Linked DNA regions of Mus musculus: region 2 is linked to region 1. A link is a contact called in public promoter capture Hi-C data. All regions are on one chromosome and are shown on one strand. Each heading gives the region's core, a stretch centred on a gene start, on an enhancer-like site or on the middle of the called end of the contact. The rest is flanking DNA. Distances are from core to core; before and after follow the strand shown.

The links. Promoter capture Hi-C pulls out the DNA fragments that hold promoters and counts their contacts.
Region 2: a contact with region 1 is called in a promoter capture Hi-C map of liver, with 2.3 times the contacts expected there. The contact joins the enhancer-like site here to the promoter of Aqp1 in region 1. A contact is called at or near these places in 8 of 39 promoter capture datasets (the 3T3-L1 cell line, 3T3-L1-derived adipocytes, embryonic stem cells and 2 more), 5 of 484 Hi-C or Micro-C datasets (CD4 T cells, liver and nephron progenitors), 1 of 115 datasets of contacts at active chromatin or transcription factors (kidney) and 1 of 9 other capture datasets (liver).

Annotation. Positions count from the first base shown.
Region 1 is chr6:55,334,924-55,338,492 of GRCm38.p6, reverse strand. It overlaps Aqp1 (aquaporin 1), which reads right to left and starts at 2,194. Exons shown (of 4, transcript NM_007472.2): 1 at 1,619-2,194. The coding sequence starts at 2,002.
Region 2 is chr6:55,276,686-55,280,042 of GRCm38.p6, reverse strand. It overlaps Mindy4 (MINDY lysine 48 deubiquitinase 4), which reads right to left. Exons shown (of 18, transcript NM_001142781.1): 11 at 1,933-1,996; 12 at 893-958. Among named protein-coding and RNA genes, the nearest start is that of Gm38819, 50 kb to the left of the region's middle. Within about 2 kb of position 1,307, at least 36 of the 459 cell types and tissues checked have an H3K27ac peak or open chromatin away from gene starts, as enhancers often do. A contact at or near this core is called in hematopoietic stem and progenitor cells, kidney and liver, where this site is marked.

The DNA.
Region 1 (3,569 bases), core at 945-3,444:
ATGACCGTATTAGAAATGCAAAGCCTTTGCCAGCAAGGGCATAGGTCTTGCCTGTCACTTGACTTGGAAGAGACAAGATCTAGGAGGGAGCAGGCACTGCTTCCATCCTCCCCATCCCCCACCTCGGTAGCAACTCGAACCTCCTCGAAGGAATTCACTAAGGCACCTAGCCCTGCTCCTATTGGAGAGACTGAAGTCTAGAGGGACACGGCCCGTCTAACCCTGCTCCAAGTTTTCTCCAGCTAAAGTCTAAACTCCAGCCATGGGGCTAATCTTCAATCCCCAGCTGAGCAGAGGTTGACTTAAAAGTGTGATGGTGAGGTGTCACTGTGGTACAGAAGTGCTCATCCCTGCAGCAGAGCCACGGCAGCTGCCCTCTGCACCAGACTTTCACCTCCCTCCTCCTGGTCTGCATCTCCAGGACCTGAACTTCAGCTGGGAAACGAAAGATGTCTAATCACGCATAGCTATCCAACTCACCGGACAGAGTCCTGGCTCACGCCCTTGCGCCTATCCCCATGCATCTACCCTGCTGGGGTCCAGCCAGCTTCGTTTCTCTGGACCTTATTCTACCACTCTGCCGTTAGTCTTTGCCTCTGGTGAGGGACTCCAGCCTATTCCATTCTGAGACACCCTACACCCTTACTCAGATACTCCTGCTAAACCCAAGTGAACTCAGTCATCATGGGCACTTAGCTAAGAAACTGGAAAAGGTCAGTGGCCAGGCAGCCACCACAGAGGCCACTTAGTCATGTAGAGTAGCCCAAAGACAGTTATGTTGAGCAGTCGCCACGTACTGTTGCCAGCGTCTGCTTATCATTAAAGCCAGGAACAATGGGTACAAGTGCTTACACACTCTCCAACAACACAGCATCAACGTGAAAATAGCTTACACAAGTTCAGGACCCAAGCAGACACTCACACACCTTCGCTTCCACCTCCGCACACAACAAGCCAGCATGCCCCACGGTTCAGTGGCCAGGGACTGCTGAGCTGAGCCCTTCTCCTGAACTGGTATCTAGAAAACTCTCCCAAAGCTCCAGAGAGAGTATTGTTCTCTCAACTTTGTCTAATTATTGGGGGTAGAGGGAGGAAAGGGGGCTGTCTCCTGACTTTCTGAGGAAGTTGATTTGGGGACCTGGCTAAGGATTAGAAGCCGATTAGAAGCCCAGGCAACTTATCAAGAGAGTCACACTCAGACACTTGCAGAAGTGGCTTTAAACACACTGGGTAGCTGGAGAAAATGTACTCGGGACAGTAGGTAGAGGTTGCCTAGTGCACGGGACTGCAAAGGGGGAAGGTGACTGCTCAGGTAGCTCAGAAGAGGGGAGGAACTGCTGGCATGCACCTAGCTGCCCCTCCAGCTCATTCCTGGCAGTAGCTACTCTGCAGGGGACTTTGGCACAACCATATTGTCTAGCTCCTCCATTCTCACAGCACCAACCAGCAAAGAGACCATGCAGTACAACTGAGTTCTAGCCCCAGTTCTCAGCATGACTCCAGAAACCTTCATCCTTCTCTCTGTTCTTCAGTATCCCCCTTGTACAGTAGGCAAATGGAGCCAGCTCCCTCTCTGTCTTCTCCTACAGACACCCTAAGCCTAAGATACCCCACTCACGTCATTGCGGCCAAGTGAATTGTCGACTAGGGAGGAGGTGATGCCCGAGAGAATGGCCGTGGCGACGATGGCTCCCACACACTGGGCGATGATGTACATGACAGCCCGGAGGATGCTGATCTGACAGCTGAGCAGGAGCCCCAGTGTGACCGCAGGGTTGAGGTGAGCACCGCTGATGTGACCCACACTTTGGGCCAGAGTAGCGATGCTCAAACCAAAGGCCAGCGACACCTTCACGTTGTCCTGGACCAGCGTCTGGTTTCTCTCCAGTGGGTAATTGAAGCCTAGGGCAGAACCAATGCTGATGAAGACGAAGAGGGTCATGGCCAGGAACTCAGCCACCACAGCCCTCCAGAAGAGCTTCTTCTTGATTTCACTGGCCATGCTGGCAGGGACCTCGACTTAACCGCTGGATGCCTGGTGCTCAACTCCCTCCAAGAGCTGAGCCACAGCCTGGGCTGGGCCTATTTATAGGGCTGGGTGGGGGGAGCACAAAGGGAGGAAGGCCTCTCCTTGCTCCTGGCCCGCCCCACACCACACGAGCCTCCTCGCTGCGATGGATGCAGACAGGGCTCTGCTGTCTGCCTGCCAACTTTTTCCTTCCTCCTCTCCCCCTCCTGCCCTCCCTTGCTCCCTCCACCCGCCTCAGCCCTCGGCCCTGCCCAGCGTAAGGAGGCAGGAGGCAACCGTTGCTCTAATAGGCTTTGGGAAATTCTTCCAAGCTGGCTCTTCTCAGGGGGCCAGAGAAATCCAGGTGTCCCCGCCCAGCCTGCAAAGCTCAAGGGTGCCTGAGGGCAGAGGCTGGCACTCTAGAAGGGGTGGGGAATAGGGGTTGTCTGGACTCCCCAGACGGACATTGCCCTCCCTGGAGGTGGCACCAGAAATTGCCTGCCTGTCCCATCCCACTCTGAGCAGAGTTAGTAATCTGAAGTTCTCAGGCTGAGAAATCTGTGGGCCAGTCTGGCCTCCAATGTCCTGGCCTGGGCCAAGCAGCTGCATGTCACTTTGGGGATGTGTCCTCGCCCCCCGGGCCTCATTGATGGGAGTAGAGAAGCTTTCTGGGAGCCACCTATCATTCTTTAGACAATGGCAGACCTTAGCCAAGCAAGGTTGCTGGAAAACTCCCCCAATTCCTCAAACTTAAAACAATTTGAGGCCATGATTTGAGAGGGGGTGGGGAAGATAATGTTGCTTAGGCTTTTTTTTTTTCTCTAATAGATAAAGTAGCTAGCAGGTCACTGAAGAGATGGAAGGAATGACAGCTGGACCTGAAAAGGAGCGAATGGGAGACATGGGCTGGGGCTAAGAGACAGATGCAGTGATGGGATGATAGGCAGAGCAACAGGAAGCATTATCCGAGTGATGGTGGAAAGTGGAAGAGGTTTCCAGCCTTGCAGGAGACAGCGGCCAGGCTATGGATGTGCTCACGCATACAATATTCAACTGGGCACTGGATTCAGTCACTAGCATCACAGGAAAAAACAGCACGTCAGAAACAGGAAGAGACAAACGGAGCAGAGGAGACATAGGCCGGACAAGAATCTAGATAGAGAAAGAGGAGAGAGGAAGGTAAGGGAGACCAGAGGCACTTTCCAACACCAGGAGGGGTGGAGAGGAGGTGGGGGCAGACAAAGCACCCACCATGTTTCCTGTGTACCCCCAAAATCCCGAGTAAAGGACCAGAGAACTGGTCGGTCACTTGCCTACTGTTTGAGTGTGCTGGAAGGTATACCAGGCCCATAGGGAGGCTCTCTCTGTGGCCACAAGGTAGGACCTGTTATGATTGGTCCCTCTCTTTCCATCTTAGTCCTTATCAGAATCATTGGCTTCTTACCCATCAGAGGTGGAAAAACAACACTCACTGAGAAAGAAGAAATGTCTTTGAGTCTGACATCTGTCAAGATAGGGCCAAGCACCTTCTATCCTACAGAGAATGACATTGTCCCTCAAG
Region 2 (3,357 bases), core at 58-2,557, 58 kb after region 1:
CTAACAGTAGGGACTTCAGGTCAGGTCCCACCTCCAGCCAGTTCTTCCTACCTAGGCTCATCACTCGACCCCCCAGAGCATTTCCTGATTCTCATGGAGCAGGTATACTTCCTTCTTTATCTGCTCATGCCATGAAGCTAGGCCTCATGCACAGCCTGTGAGGCAGGCATGGCTGGTACCTAGGCGTGCCAAGTGAGGTAACTTAGGTACAAAACTTCAGGATAAAGCCTGAGTCTCACAGCCTCTCAGATCCAAAGCCAGGCTGACTACTCCATGAGCCACATCCTTTGCTCCACACACCCTATAGCACCTTTCCCATTGGGGATTACAAAAGCCCTAGGTTTTCTCCTGTCCAACCTGGCCATAGGCCATGAGCCAATCTCAGAACCAGTGGTGAAGTGCATCCCTCCTTGAGCAAAGCAGGCACTGTAGGGTCCTGCATGGTTCAGCCCGCCTCTCCAGAACACTAGTGAGGTCCTGTGCCAAGCAGGGTCTCCTCCAGCCCCACAGAGAGAGCTGCTTCCTCGTCACCTCCCAGCTTGTTCTAGAACTCTCTCTCTGTTAATTCACAGTCCAGCCTTCCAGAGTGGCTGCTTACTTCAGCAGAGGGAAAGCCCTACAAAGTCAAGCCTCAGCTTGGCTCCTGATCCCAGATGAAGCCCAGTTACTACAGCTCCCTAAGCCTTGTGATCACAACCAGCCTTGGAGGATGTCACGGAAACTGCCTCCTACCCACACCCACCCATCTTCGACCTCCATCAGCACATTCTTCCCAGTGTCTTTGCCACCCCCAGGATGGAGATGACCAGAGCCGTACTCCACCTACCACCCTCTTCATAGAGAAATCGGGATGTTTAGCAATGTTCATGCCACCAAAGAAATGACTGCATACCTGATGAACACTCTGCTGGATAAAAGTCACCAGGTCCTCTGAGCTGGTCAAACTATACAGTGTGAGCTGTGAAGAAACACACAGAGTGAGCCACATGTCCCCAGGGACTGTGCCCATGCCGGGTCAGGCCCTACCAAAAAAAAAAAAAAAAAAGTGCATGGGATGTTGTGAGTGATTCTGGGCTGTCCAGCATCGCTGAGTGAGTTACAGGTTATCCTCCGGTAAAGTCCCTGTACTCCCCTGACACGGTGCACAGGGATCACGGTGCACAGGGATCATGGTCCCTGTGTGGAGGCTAAAACAAGGAATAGGAGAGGCAGGGAAGAATCACTTTTCCATGTCACCATGGCCAAGCCAGGTCAAAACCCAACAAGCTGTACTCAGGCAAGTCAGGAAAAAACACATTTCCAGAAAACATTAATCAAGCAAGGTCCCAAGTGAGGGTTCAAGGGTCACATGTGAGTATGGCTGGGTCATAGGAAACAAACTGGCTAGAACAAACGGTGAAGGCATATCAGGTTTTGAGTATCTTTGCTGTGTCCAAGTTTTTAATAATACACGGTATCCTTCCTATTTTTTCCCTGACTTGCACTTAGGCTGGGCTTATGGCTGCTGCCCCATACTATCAACTTCCCCTCCCCCACTTTCTACATTCTCGTGCCTCTCCCCATTCATGTGAATGCTAGAAAAGATAATAAAGATTTGGGAAGGGCAGAAGGTCAGCGCAACAAGGAACACTGCACACGGGGTACTGAGGTTACCTCTATACCAATGCATATGGAGGGGAATGAGGGGACACACTGGGCCTCTCAGCCACTGAACCAGCTCTGATGAGCCAAACCACGCCAAACCATGCCAAACCACGCCAAACCACCAAGCCACTCAGCTCTCCCCAACCCCCAAAGGGCAGGCAGGATTCTGGGGGCCTGGGCTGCAGGGATGGCCAGCCAGCCCCAGCTGGGGTAGGATTTACTTATATGAAAGGAGATAGTCCCCAAACAAAGCCAAAGGTGGCACGATAGTTTTCCAGAAAGCCGTACTGTTTCTAAGACTCCATCTGCTTTGTATTTCCCTGTTGGACTGAAGTGCGGTGTTCCTGAAGCCCTAAAAAGGAAAAGAAGGTGCATAAGTCCTCTAACAGAGGAAAAGGCTCACTCTACAGCCAGCAAGACCACATGTGCCATGAAATAAAAGGGGACAGGAGTGGCAGCTCCAGAGGGAACAGAGAGCCAAGTGCTTCTCGTTTTTCCTGCTATGAACTCACCCACAAGTCCAGGGCATGGAAAAAGAGAGTGGTGGGTGAGCTTGGAACAACCACGCCTATGTCTGGCAGGAGGAGGCCCGACTCTCCCTTACAGTTAGCAAACACATCTGCAGAGGAAGGACTGCTGACTTGCCACTGTCTTCATCCAGGGTAAGGATTCCAGCCATCCTCTTAGAAGCCTCTCCACCCACACAGACTCCCCCAGCAACGAAAATGGGAGTGTAGCCTGGGGCAGCTCTGACTAACAGTAGGATTTGGGTGTGGGACCCACTTGCCACCAGCTCCTATGTGGCCTGGGACACAACATCTTTCTTCTCTGGGCTTCTGTTCCACAAGCTCTTGAACCCTGTACCCTTAGAGATGCCAAATAGACAGGTGCCAAGGTTAATTAGTTACCTGGCGTAGGGTACCAAAGGCAGGTAGCCATAGCCGACAACCCAGCCCACAGCTGATGTGAGACTGCCAGAAGCATATCACATTTATCATCCACCATCTACTTACATTAATAAATGATTCATACTGATAATGTTATTATATCTAATACATATCATTTATTTATACTTACTCATTTAGTTCTCACAACCATTAAGTCATCATTATTATCACCCCATTTTCTAAACAACTCAACAAATGAGGCATAGGGAGGTGAGGTCAGGTCCCAAGGTTCCACATCTAACAAGCAATGGCTTTGAGAGTCTGTTTCAGAGAGCCCCCTTTCTTAAGCACTATGCTAATGTCATCAAACTGATCCCCAAACCACTTCCTTCCCCAAGCTTAGCCACAGTGATGATTCCACCCTAGGGGTGAGGCTGGAGATCTAGAAAACGGCAGGGCAGGATGGAGGTGACTGGGATAAGCTGATGGTGGTCATGGTAACCGAATCCAGGGACTAGGCTACGGCCTCAGCCACTCACCTCTATCTCATCCTCACCGTAATGAGGTTATGGTGACACAGGCAGAGTATGCTTTGGGGTCTTGGATGGTGGCATACACTGCTGAGTCAGCCTGTGGCCCCAAGGGAAACACTAAGGGGAACTGAGTGGCAGGCTTTTTCCTGTGCTTTCCAAGTCCTGTGTGGCAGGCAGGCAGGAGCACATCCTCCTACATGAGCCTGGAGTTTGGAAATCAACAGAGCCCAGCTGCCCAGCATACAGACCAGGATAGCCTCAGCCAGCAGCTAGGCCAGGACAAGTTGGGGATT